Regions from separate parts of the Arachis hypogaea genome. Here region 2 is linked to region 1. A link is a contact called in public Hi-C data. All regions are on one chromosome and are shown on one strand. Each heading gives the region's core, a stretch centred on a gene start, on an enhancer-like site or on the middle of the called end of the contact. The rest is flanking DNA. Distances are from core to core; before and after follow the strand shown. Region 1 holds the start of LOC112801244 (two-component response regulator-like APRR2). Region 2 overlaps LOC112801274 (probable methyltransferase PMT14).

Evidence for each region. Hi-C and Micro-C count contacts between places; a contact is called where the count stands out from the background.
Region 2: a contact with region 1 is called in a Hi-C map of leaf, with 4 times the contacts expected there. The contact joins the enhancer-like site here to the promoter of LOC112801244 in region 1. A contact is called at or near these places in 3 of 8 Hi-C or Micro-C datasets (all in leaf).

What each region holds. Positions count from the first base shown.
Region 1 is chr1:30,472,038-30,478,815 of arahy.Tifrunner.gnm2.J5K5, reverse strand. LOC112801244 (two-component response regulator-like APRR2) reads left to right here and starts at 3,320. Exons shown (of 12, transcript XR_011862241.1): 1 at 3,320-3,473; 2 at 4,254-4,477; 3 at 4,831-4,910; 4 at 5,048-5,114; 5 at 5,654-5,700; 6 at 5,945-6,022; 7 at 6,197-6,703.
Region 2 is chr1:30,826,665-30,833,635 of arahy.Tifrunner.gnm2.J5K5, reverse strand. LOC112801274 (probable methyltransferase PMT14) reads left to right here. Exons shown (of 7, transcript XM_025843923.3): 2 at 1-443; 3 at 1,061-1,271; 4 at 1,775-2,057; 5 at 2,813-3,199; 6 at 3,580-3,657; 7 at 4,695-5,302. The coding sequence ends at 4,932. Among protein-coding and RNA genes, the nearest start is that of TRNAK-CUU, 4.4 kb to the right of the region's middle. Within about 2 kb of position 4,420, at least 1 of the 3 cell types and tissues checked has open chromatin away from gene starts, as enhancers often do.

The DNA.
Region 1 (6,778 bases), core at 2,071-4,570:
GGGGTGGGGTTTTTTTTTAATTTTTATTAATAGTTAAGGGTAATTTGGTCCAAAAAAATAGAAAAGGACGATTTTATAACGTTTTGTAACATTGAGGATGATTTTAATAACAAAAAAAGGTCGAGGACGATTTTGATTTTGACTCCAGACCTTGGGGACGAAAAAAGTACTTATCCCTTTATATTACTTTTGCTACCATGATTAAAACTCAGTTTTCCAATGTTATTAAAGTTTTTTGACGCGATAATGCTATGGAATACTGTGACTCCAAACTTTTAAACTTTCTTGCAGAACAGGGTACTTTGTCTAAGTTTTCTTGCGCTGATACGTCTTAACAAAATGACCGAGCTGAATGCAAACACCGTCAAATTCTTGACTCTGTTTGTGTAATGCTTATTTCCTCTTTATGTCCTGAGCGTACTTGGGGTGAAACTGTTTTTACTGTTGTTCATATTATCAATAGACTTCCTTCTTCTGTCCTTGGTAACATTACTCTCTTTGAGCATCTTTATCATACCTCTCCAGATTACAGTTCTCTTCGAGTTTTTGGTTGTGTCTATTTTGTTCTTCTTCACCCTCACACACATAGTAAACTTGAACTTCGGGCTTGCATGTGTTGTTTCCTTGGTTATGGCACTGAACATAAGGGTTATCGTTCTTGGAATTCTCTCTCTAGACGTATTCGTATATCTCGTCATATTGTATTCTGGGAGCATCACATGTTTTCTAAGTTTTCCTTATTTGAGTCCATTCCTCCTACTCAGTCACAATTTGTCACTAACCCCAATGTTGATCTTTTTTCTAGTGATGATTCTACAGGTTCTATCTCAAGTAAACCTCTACAGTTTCCTGCTCTTCCACCTTCTCCATCTTTCGATGATTCCAGACTGGACGATGATCCTACTCCTACTGTCATGCTTCCTCCTTCCACTAGTTCTTCTAGGGTAAGAAATCCACCTCCTTATCTTCTTGATTATTATTGTTTTTCTACTATTCTTCATCTCCATAAACCTAAGTCATTCAAAGAAGCATCCACAAATCCATGTTGGTAGCAAGCAATGCATGAAGAAATTTAGGCACATGAAAAAGCACAGTTCTTGTCAACTTCTCGTACTACTTAGATGTTGATTGGGCTGGTGATCCCACTGATCGTCGTTCCACTACTGGTTATTGTATGTTTCTTGGCGACTCTCTCATTTCATGGCGAGCTAAGAAGTAAACGTTCACTGCCCGATCAAGCACAGAAGTTGAATACCTTGCTCTCGCTGTCACTACTACTGAGGTTGTCTCAATTCGTTGGCTTCTCGAAGACTTGGGTGCTCCTCAGTTGTCCCTGACTTATATTTTTTGTGACAACCGCAGTGCTATTCAGATTGCTCTATAATGATGTGTTTCATGAATGCACCAAACACGTTGAGATTGATTGTCACTTTGTTCGACAACATATCCTTATTAATGTTGTTTGTCTCATTGCTGTTGGAATATTGGATCAGATTGTTGATATCTTTATGAAGACTCATTATCCGACTCGTTCTCAGACTCTTGTATCCAAACTCAAGATGGTATTTTTAACTTCCACTTGACTTTGATGGGGGATGTTAGAGAATAATTGAATCAATTTAGATTAATTAGTATCATTTATATTTATATAACATATCTGTATATTAATTGTAGGATTCTATACTTTTATTATTCTAATTTTTCTAGCACCTATATATACCTTTTGTACATTGTACTTTTACACACAACTTGAATAATACACTTTTTTAAATTACTCTCTTGTTTCCAATAATTTAAATTAAAAAATTATAATTAAATTTTAAATCATTTAAATAAAATTAAATAAAATAAAAAAATAAAAATCAAATTAATACCATATAGATCGTAACATTATATTGATATACCAAGTCGGATTGATTTTGTACATGTCTGACATACCGCCTCAATATGGTAGGCTTTGAGCCGATGAATCATTGAATAAATTTAGTTCGTTAGACTTATTATTAAAATCACTTAGCATAACACTAAAAGATTTTGCGTATTTATATGATTATATCTGTTTTAATTTATTAAACAAATTTGACTGGACATAGTTATTAAAATCAATTAATAATAGTATTGAAAGAATTTTGTGTTTGTATCTGTTTTAATATTTAGATGAATTTTATAATTTAAGCACAATTTTAAAGTAGTAAAATTTGTGGTTTAGGGTTAATTTTGTTTATGTATTTTATTTTGGTGTGAGATTTTGTGTTTAACTCTAATCTATCTCTTCTTAAAAAATATATTATAAAATTAATCTTAAAAGAGATGAATGATAAATTAAATAACCTCACGAATAATTTAAAAATTATGACAAAAATTCTAAAGTTATACAAACAATTTTTCGATTTGATTGGAATTTTGGTGCAAACATTTAGTTTATTTAGAATTCTAGTGCATATAAAAAATTAGAGCAAAATTTGAGCTCTAATTTATTTTTTTATTTTTTTAAAATATTTGATCATTTACAAATAATAAAATAATATTTACTTGATGTTCATCAAATTTTAAAGATAAAATTATTTTATTTTTTTAATAATGTTTATAAAATATAACATTAAAATCTGATCTTTAATTTTTTTTTGAAAATATATATTTAATATATTATTTTTTGGTTATGTTTTAAAATATTTTGAGAACTTATTTATTATTCGTATATATCAAAATTATTTTTGTTAGCAATATAAAATTTCAGGTCCTATATTAATAATATATCTTGTAAAATAATTTTAAATTTAACTCTAATAAATAAAAAAATAAAGATTTAAATTCAGTAGTATATTTTAAGAAAATAAATTCAAATTTTACTGTAAGAGTTTTTTCGGTAAATTATTGATAAATAATCTAATAAATCATTCTTATCATTACGAGTGTCTTTTTAATAAACATTTAAGGAATATGACGATAAGAATAAAAATTAGTTAATATATTTTTATTTATAAAACTCTATTTTTTATATAATTTAAAATTGATAGTTATTGAATATTTAAATTTAAAATAAAAAATAATTTAAAAAAGTTAGTCGACATTAATGGGCCGAAAGAAAATTCTCTCCATAGTTGAACTATTATGATAATAAAGAATGTTAAAGGATTAGAAAAATGTATTATTTTTAGTCGGTAATTAATCAATAATATTAAAAAATATGGACTAAAAATATATTATTGAGTTACTAGACTAAAATTATTAAGTTAATGACTAAAAATACTAATAGGAAACAATAAATCGTCTTTCAACTTTTGTCCTATTATAATTGCTTATCACGCTCCAAAGACATGTCTTAATTTTGGTAGAATAATAACATTAATATGTAATGCTGGAATATTCACCACTGAAATAAGTGGCAGAATGGTAGATTTATGAGAAAGGTTCTCAGTCATAGTTGCTGTGGTCCGTAACTTACATGATAGCAACTGTTCACAAAGTCACAGGCATCCTCTCTTATACTCTTCAATTCTCTTCCCTTTCCTCTACTCTTTTCTCTTCTCTCTCTCTCTCTCCCTCTCCCCTCTTAATAATAAGAGCAGGAAAAAGTAACACAAACTTTAGCTTTGGCGTTAGTTAATCTCAAGCATCAAATATTTAATATCCTTTATTTATGTCAAGGTAGTTATATATAAAATGGCTTCACAAAGAGCATTCTTTATTTATTTATTTTGTTTGTTTGTTTGTTTAGTTTAATGATTTTCCATTACTATTCTTGGGTGCATGCTAATTCACTTTATTTCGAAATGTTCATTTCCGGATAAGTTTAGATTATGGGTTTTTTGTTTACTTTTGGATTAAAATAATAGTGCATGCATGTATCATGTATATTTATGTTTATGCCTAAGCTTTTTTAATTTTGATCATCTTCTTTTTTTTATTATTATTATCTTTCTGGGGTTCTATAAATTTTCTGGTGTATCTACCTGAAAAGAAATGCTAGCTTTGTCGCATAGTTTTCTTCTACTATATCCGTTTTCTCATTATTCAACAATAATTTTTGAGTGTTTTTTTATATTTTTTTAATTTTTCTGTAAGATCTTAATCAATCACCATGGTCTTTGTCTTATTGCTGTTCTGTTGAAACTAGAAAGTGTCATCAACATATGAGATCTTTACACACTACAATATGTTCTTCATTATTATCTGCTATAAGCTTCATAAGTATGCAATAGTGTTTCTACTATAGTTCCTTGAAACAATTGATCAGTTAACTTAATTTGCAGAAGGAATTGGATTTGGATGGTGGTTAAGAAGTGATATTGATCTGTCATCACTTTCTTCTTCTGTGGGGTGCGGCGAAACGATGCCAAGCAAGCTATGGTTTGCACTGTCAATGATTTACAACAATGGAAGGATTTCCCAAAGGGACTCAAGGTTCTTCTCCTTGAAGGAGACGCCACTTCCGCGGCCGAGATAAAACCAAAGCTTGAAGCCATGGACTATAATGGTAGCAACAGCTAGCCCTTTCTTTTGGGATCCCTTCTTTCTTATATTGTCTAGGCATGTCTAATACTAAATTCATCATTATACATTAGACTCTTTTTTGTTGCAAATATTCCCACTTTACCTTAATTAGATGGTTAAGGTTGGCCACCATTTCTAAGAAATCAAGAAACATGGCTTTATATAGTCCTAATATGGTTCTTTGGGAAACTTTGGTCTAAGATTTTAGATGCTCTGAAAAGAATATAAAATTCGATTGAATGCCTTCTTCTTCTTCTTCTTAAAATTTTCCATTTTGATAATTGAGCCCATTATGTTAATTTTCTTAGTAACTAAGACTCGAAATTTTCTGTGCAGTTTCTGCTTTCTGCGACGAGAATGAAGCCTTATCAGCGATCTCAAGTAGATCCGAAAGCTTCCACATTGCCATAGTGGAGGTAACAAACTTTCATTTATCACAACAAATTATAAATCATAATCGTTGTAATTGTGAAGTTCAAATAGGAAAGGAACATAAGAGAGGGATGCTGTCTTAATCTCTTTGTAACCACGTGCATTTCAATTATTATTGCAGGTGAGTATAAACAGCGGCCAAGGAGGTTTCAAATTTCTTGAGAATGCCAAGGATTTGCCAACCATTAGTAAGTAAAGAAACCAAAACTATTTTTCATGGCATAAGCACTCTGTTTTCAATGGCACTGACAAATGAATTAATTAGAAAAAATCATTTCCAAAGTAAGTAGATAAAAATCATTGCGAATTTTCCTTTTCAGTTTTCACCATCACTTTATGCAGGTCTAGGGAAATCGGGAAAATTGTAAGCTTTTGATTTTTGTGATTGTTGCTTGGATCTGTTTTTCATATGGTGAAAAATTCTTTTTCTCATTGAGCAGTGTCATAAAACCATTTCTCTCAAAAGCTTAATCTAACAAGAGGTCTTGCGCAAAAGCCTTGTCTAGGTTTGCGTGATTTTTTTTTGCATAGGCATTTTTTCTCCTTTTATTCTTTCTTTTGCGGTCAACAAAGGATCCAACTTTAGACTTTTAGGTCATAGAAGCTTTTCTCGCAAAAGTGATTTCATGACAAGAAGCTTTCACCAATTGATCAGTGTCTACAATGGAACATGACATTGGAAGACTGTTAATTTTCTAACCAATGATATTAACATCTTTTTGTGCAGTGACTTCAAACGATCATTGCCTGAGCACCATGATGAAATGCATAGCGGTAATATTTCGTTTAATATCCCTGATTATCCAAATATTCTTTTAGCAAAACAATTTTCTATTTCATTGGTTTGCCACTATTTTTTGCATTGCCGTAATCCATGCTTTTGGTTATCTTTTATTAATTCTAGACCAAATTTGATCTTCTCCATTCAAATTAGTGCTTCATAAAGTTAGCACATTTTCATGTCTGTTCTGCTTGTGATGCTCAACTCTTGACTCTTCGCTTCACTCTTCTCTTTAAGCTCGGTGCAGTTGAGTTCCTTCACAAACCTCTCTCCGAGGACAAGCTTCGAAATATATGGCAGCATGTGGTTCACAAGGTCTGTTAATATTTTGTAACACTACATTTCTCAGAGTAAATAGACAAAAATATATGTCTAAGAGTTTGGCGTATATTTTTGCCCACTTCAAATTCTTTCACATGTACTTTTGTTTTTGATTATTAGTATATAATATGAGCAAAGTGGTTTCTGATATGGTTGAAACTTGAGCAGGCATTCAATGCTAGTGCAAGTGTTATGTCCGAATCGCTAAAACCGGTCAAAGAATCTGTAGTATCCATGTTGCAGCTCCAAACAGACAATGAACAACAAGAAAGTACATATACTGATGATGATCCTGATCCTGGAAGCGATAAGTATCCGGCTCCATCGACCCCCCAATTGAATCAGGGATTGAGATTGATGGACGATGGCGATTGTCCAGAGCAGACTAATTGCTCAATAGAAAAGGAGAGTGGGGAACATGATGGAGAAGGAGAATCGAAATCCGTCGAAACTACATGTGAAAATTTGAATTCTGAAAGTAATAATCCTAATGAACCAATGAACACTGAAAAGACTTTGGTCAAGAATTTAGCGGAAGGTTCTAGAGATGGGAACCATGATAGTTCTGTTTATAAGCATACAAATGATAAGGTTCTTAGCAGCGATGATGGTAATACAAAATCTTCAAATAAAGTGGATTCATGCACGTTGAAAGCTCATCGGAAGAAGATGAAAGTAAGCTAATCTATGACTGTTTGGTCTTATTCAAATAATGTGTTAGATACATGGATATTACACATAGCTCTGCGT
Region 2 (6,971 bases), core at 3,171-5,670, 350 kb before region 1:
ACAATGATGTAGAAATTATTGAACCGGCTGAACCAAAAGCTAAAAAGATCAAGGCATGTGATGTTAAATATACTGATTATACACCTTGCCAAGAGCAAGACCGAGCAATGACATTCCCAAGAGAAAATATGATATATAGGGAAAGGCATTGTCCCCCTGAAGATGAAAAACTGCGTTGCCTCATTCCGGCCCCTAATGGTTACACGACTCCTTTTCCTTGGCCTAAGAGCCGGGATTTTGCCTACTATGCCAATGTTCCTTACAAGAGCTTGACAGTGGAGAAGGCTGTTCAAAATTGGGTGCAATTTCAGGGAAATGTGTTTAAATTTCCTGGCGGAGGGACCATGTTCCCTCAAGGAGCAGATGCATATATTGATGAACTTGCATCAGTTATTCCAATTAAAGATGGTTCTATCAGAACAGCACTGGACACTGGCTGTGGAGTAAGTTTTGATGTCTAAAAATCCCTGCTCATATGAAAATTTACTTTTAAATATATGGCTAAGCATGCTGATTTACTCAGTTTCGTTCTGCTTTAGCTGATAACTTTTGTAATAACATCTACTTATTTACATACTAACACATTTAGAAGATAAACATTATGTCTGTCCATGTCCATGTTTCTTTACTATTGAATTGAATATCATACAGCATAAAAGATATCCTGTTTAAGGATTTCAAATTGGACTCAGAATGCTGAGCTACAGGACCATCTTTTCTTTTCCTGTTAGGTCATAAGTGTTTACTAATGGTTCTCAGGTAGCTTTTTGCTCCGTCATACCTACTGGTCCTTTGAGAATCCTATCATATATCTTAAAATTGATTCAGTTGGCTACTGTTTGGTTTGCGAATTAATGTTGACCTCCTACGTTCAATGCTTTTTTGTCTATTACAATATTGCAGATTGGATTTCTCGTGTTTTGTGTGTGTTTTGAGGTTGCCTAGAATGAATTGTCATTTCTTTGTTACTTATGGAGCAGTTTACTTATTCTCAATTTAAGATACCTTCAAATTGAGTCATAATTTTCCATACCAATATAAAGTATGAACAATTATGCAGGTTGCTAGCTGGGGAGCCTACATGTTAAAGAGGAACGTGCTCACTATGTCCTTTGCCCCAAAGGACAACCATGAAGCACAAGTTCAGTTTGCACTAGAACGAGGAGTTCCAGCTGTTATTGGTGTTCTTGGTACCATCCATCTTCCATACCCTGCAAGAGCTTTTGACATGGCTCAGTGTTCTCGATGTCTAATACCATGGACTTCAAATGGTTAGTGCTGAATTTCATTGTCAATAAGAATGATAAGAGTTATAACTATTATCAGCCTTCTCTTATATATATTATATTATGATACACACACCTGAAATTCCAAAAAAAAAAAAGTGCAAGTACTACAAGATTTGAATTATTGAATACCGTTTTGGCTAATATGGGTCATTGCAATTTCTTGCCAAAAGGTTATGAAGCAGAATGCCTTATTGACAAATAAATCATTTACTTCTGTAAGTTCTTAGAATCTTACCCCAGCTGTTATCACCAAAAGTCTAGAATTTTAAATTATTAAGATCTTCATCTTATTTAAACATTGAAATCCCTAAAATATTATGTTAATAAGGTTGCATTTACATATAGATTTGAAACATTAGATTAAGAATTGTATGCCATCCAGCAATCAGAAGGGGAAGTTTAGGAAAGAAAAGTGGCTATAAATCTGAATGAAACATTCTTATAGGCATTAAGTTTTTGACTCTGCACCCGTTAAATGAATACAGCGGGCATGTATCTAATGGAAGTTGATCGAGTCCTGAGGCCTGGTGGATACTGGGTTTTATCTGGGCCTCCAATTAATTGGAAAACATACTATCAGACATGGAAGCGGTCTAAGGAGGACGTCAAGGCAGAGCAGAGAAATATTGAGGAGTTAGCTGAAAGTCTTTGCTGGGAAAAGAAGTATGAAAAGGGTGATATTGCTATCTGGAGGAAAAAGATAAATGCTAAATCCTGCCTAAGAAAGTCTCCCAACTTATGTGATTCAGATAATGCTGATGATGTTTGGTATGTCCTGTTTATCTTCATGTACTTCATTCGGATATGCAATATACTTATAATCTTCAAATATAGTTCAAGTAATTTTGATGATTGAACAGAATTTCACTTGTTTATCTAGTTCTATTTATTGTTATGATACATTATGATCTATGTTTTCAGAAATAATTTCACTGCAAACTCTATAATATCAAATGTCCCATGAGATGATCTAGGCTTAATTTAGATTGAGAACATACCTGCATTGTTGGGTATTAAATATTATGGTTTTGTTAATGAATCTCCTTAGGGCAATCTTTAAGAAGTCAAAAGTGGAAATTTTTTGAAGATTTTGATGCATTCAGTGGATTAGAAACTTCAAAGATTTTAAATTTCTATAAAAATTCTTCTGTTTATTGTTCTTTAAAGAGAACCCTTAGAAGTGAGGACACTCATTAACAAACACCTTCATTGGATAACTTAGTAAAATTGATTTCCACACAAGAGAGAAATACTTTGCAAGTTATTTTCAGAGAGCCTGAGTACATAAACCAAAGTATTAGCTTGATTGTTGAAATTATGTAGGATTTCATTTTTGAGGCATTGATTATGAGTGCATCCAATATTCAATATTAATTTGCAATTGTATTGTGTAGGATTTAGTTTCTCTATGCTTTTAAATTGTTGATATTATATAGATGTTTATTAATGTGTAGACATATTAGATCTGTTGTTTATATTCTGATTATTTTTCATTTGGATGGGGTTGGTGTGTTTATGTATAGGTACAAAAAGATGGAGGGCTGTCAGACCCCTTTCCCTGAGGTATCCAGCAAAAGTGAAGTTGCTGGAGGTGAATTGAAGAAGTTTCCCGCTAGGCTTTATGCTGTCCCTCCTCGAATAGCTAAGGGCATTGTTCCCGATGTTACAGCTGAATCTTATGAAGAGGACAACAAATTATGGAAAAAGCATGTTAATGCTTACAAAAGAATGAACAAGTTGATTGGCACTACCAGATATCGAAATGTGATGGACATGAATGCAGAGCTTGGAGGATTTGCAGCTGCACTTGAATCACCAAAATCCTGGGTTATGAATGTTGTGCCCACGAGTGCTAAGAACACCTTAGGTGTTATTTACGAGAGAGGTCTGATTGGCATTTACCATGACTGGTAAGTTTCTAAAAGTTCTCTTAATACTCCTGCAAGTATTCTTATTTCATGTGAATTTTTCCATGCAAGTTGTCTTCCCTATACTTCAAAAATTATTTATCTCGACATTTCATGGTGGGTTTTTGTATGATTATTCATTTGACCACTGCAAGGCAAAATGAGCTTCAAATTAGCATATTGTTCTTCTCCATATTCTGGAACCACTTGAAAATAGATATTGGTACTGTTTCTTCAAATAATGGTATGTCGCTGTATTGTATTTCATATGACGGCTACAGATAATTGAACATGCTATGAATTTTGCTAATCAGTTTATTAGTTGAAGCAAGTTATGCACTATGACTATGCATTATTTAATGTCAGTTTTCTTCTTTCTTCAGGTGTGAAGGCTTTTCTACATACCCCAGGACATATGATCTCATTCATGCAAATGGTTTATTTAGCATGTACCAGGACTCGTAAGTTTCTTCCTCCTCTTCCATGTGCATAGTCATAGTATGTGGATTCTAAGATTATATCTCATTGAAAGTAGAAACAAGCTCTTATTCAAGTTTCTTGGCATATAATGCAAACTCAAGTCCCTTTTCTAGATGTTACTTATAAATACTTTTTTTCTTCTTTTGGGGTCTTGCAACAGTAATTCAATGCAGTAGTTTCTCAAAAATTGGGGATTTCTAAATTGTTGGTAAAATGTTTAGATTGTGCACTTGTTAAATACGTTTCACCATACTTCCCGGGTATACCTATCACAAGGCACTGTCAAATGCCATCTGCGCTGTCCTCAAAGGCCTTGTTGGTAGTTACGAGGATGCGCTTTAGGGGGTTGTTTGTGAGTTAGTATAATGGAGGGAAGGGGAGTAAAAATTCAAAATTTAGCACTAGTCTTCCTTTCCTCCTTACCTTTCCCTCGAAAATTCCAACTCACAAACCCACCCTTAGGACCTGTTAAGTTTGTGTTTTCATTGTTTTCTATTTTAGGATTTTGTAAAAAAAAATGAAAATAGAAAACAAGATTTTATTGCTTTTAGTTATTTTTTTCTTCATAAAATGCTGAAAATAGAAAACGAATTCTCAAACCAAACAGGCCTTAGGATCTTAAATTGCATCACTCATTTTAGGTGAGCCCAAATTCCATTATTTGAAATGCATCACAATTCACAAGGCCTAGTCCATGTGAAAAAAGCTAAATAGGCTCCTCCTGTTAATTGCCAATTTGCCACGAGCTAAAACATTTATCACGGACCAACCTATTCCAAGCTTCAGGCTTTTGCAGGAGGCCCAATATATGGGTTTTAAATCTTTAAAAGCATAATTTGGACATATTTTACTTTTAGTTTGGGATATGTTAATCCTTTGAACATGTTAACCATGTTTCATAAATCATAATAATCCCATTAAGTTGATGACAAACCTTAATAGTCCTTTAGTGTTTAGGGTTTAGGGTTATCCTTATCTCTACTTTTTATTTTTAAATGTTGATGAGTTGTTTGAACAGGTGCAACCTGGAAGACATCCTTATTGAAATGGACCGAATCCTAAGACCCGAAGGAGTCGTCATCATCAGAGACGAAGTCGATGTCCTGAACAAGGTCAAGAAAATTGTTGGGGGGATGAGATGGGAAGCCAAAATGGTGGATCACGAGGATGGCCCTCTTGTGCCTGAGAAGATATTGGTTGCTGTTAAAGAATACTGGGTTTCCAGCAGCAATAACAGCACCTCCAGTGAGGAATAAAACCATTGCATTTTTTTGGGGTATGAAAGTGAAACTTGTCTCTCAGATCTCAGCATGCAGCAACCATCAAGGTTTCAGAGCCATTAAGGAATAGTGCAAAAAGAAAAGGGTAAAAGAAAAAGAGGGAAAAAAAATAGAAATTGTTATAGTGCAAAGTAAAAGCAAAAGATTGGTTATGTAAGCTTATTCTACGCCTGCCTTATACAAGTGTAGATAAAATAGGTCTTAACTAGTCTTATTAAGTTTATTTAGATATAGATTAGCACAAGTTCGGCTACCAAGATAATTTAATCTAAGGATATTCTGTTGAATAATCATGGTGAAGGAATATTGAAGCATTGAAATCCCACTATTCGTTTTTCGGTTTTAAGAGTGTGTTTGTGAGTTGAGATATTAGAGGGGAAAAACAAGAAAGGCAAAGGAGAGAGGCTTGAAGGTTAAAAATTTAAAATAAATTTCTTCCTATTTTTCGCTCGTTCTTTTTCTTTTACTTTTGAAGTTTAAAAAAAAAGATTAATCTCTACGTACAAGTGTTTTGCATTTACAAGTTTGAACGAAACCCACCTATTAAGGCTGGGTTTGGTAAAGCTTTTTCAGGAGGTGCTTGTGCTTTTAAAAAGCACAAGCACGTCATTTTGCGTTTGGTAAATTAAAAAGCTCAAGTGCTTGTGCTTGCGGCTTTTAAAAGTTAGGGGTGCTTTTGAAAGCACCTAGGAGGGAGCTTTTCAAAGCTGGCTTGTGCTTTTCAAAATTTAAAAGTCTAATATAACCTCATATGTTAACTAATTTTCAAATTTAATGTTTGCATTTATGTCTATTATAGTATTTTTAAATTTTAAAAGCTATTTTACCAAACACAATTGATGTTACTTATGTTTATTAAAAGTTGTTTTTGATTTGATTTACCAAACATAAATGCTACAACTTTTAAAAAGCCATCTTTTAAAAGTTAACTTTTATAAGCTACTTTTAAAAAGTAAAAGCTTTACCAAACTAAGCCTAAATGTGCTGTTTATGTTACGTGCCTTTTAACAGAATTTTATTTTAACAGAATTTTAAATTAATTCAAATCAATTAATGCACAAATATATAACTTTTATTTTTTAAAAGATTTCGTTTCTTTTTTCGAGTTTCTTACCAAATTTGTTGGATCTCCTTCGTGCGTTTTTCGATTTTCATGGTTTATGAAATCAAGTTTTGAAATTGTTTTGAAGATAATAGAATTTCAGAAATACACCCAAACGATTACAGAAAGGATTACAGAAATACACCCAAAGAATTTAAGAAATACACCCAAAACAGGGGGAGACAGAAATACACCCAAAGAATTTAAGAAATATACCCAAAACAGGGGGAGACAGTATATTTCTTTTTTTTAAAAAAACTTAGAAGAACAGTAAAACAGTACCTTGAATAATGTTTCTTCCTTTTTTCTCGTGATTTTTGATGGAGATTTGTATCTTTTCTTCTTGATTTCTTCTACTCTTCGCGAGGAGTTGGAACGTTTCTGCAGAATCGTAGTAGTTTGTTTCGAATGTCCCTTGAATCTTGATGATTTGCATTTTGATCGAGGAAGAGAAAGAGTAAACGTGTTGTAGAAGGGGCGCGTGTTTTTTTTTTAATAAGTTGCGTTTTGATTGAGAAAGAAGACGAAGAGTGAACGTGTTATTGAAGGGGCGCATGTTTTTTTCTTGAACTTGGAGCAACTTGTATAGCTTGTAAGCCAAAAAGGCTTGTATGTATAGCAGAACTCTAAAAAAATCTTTGTTCTAAAATATCATCAACTTGTGAACATGCATATCCGTTTGAAAATGCCATGGTTTTGAGCTGGACCAAATCAGATTAAACTGAAAATTGGTCACCAAATTGGTCTGATCATGGCAAAAAAAATGGTTGTGACTGAATCAACCAAAAATAAAAAATATTTGTCAAAAAAGTTAATAAACCAGTTAAATTGATATGATTTTTTTTTTTGCAGTTAATTGATTAGAAAGTTTTTTTATTGAAAAAATATATTTTATATATAAATATACTGTTTT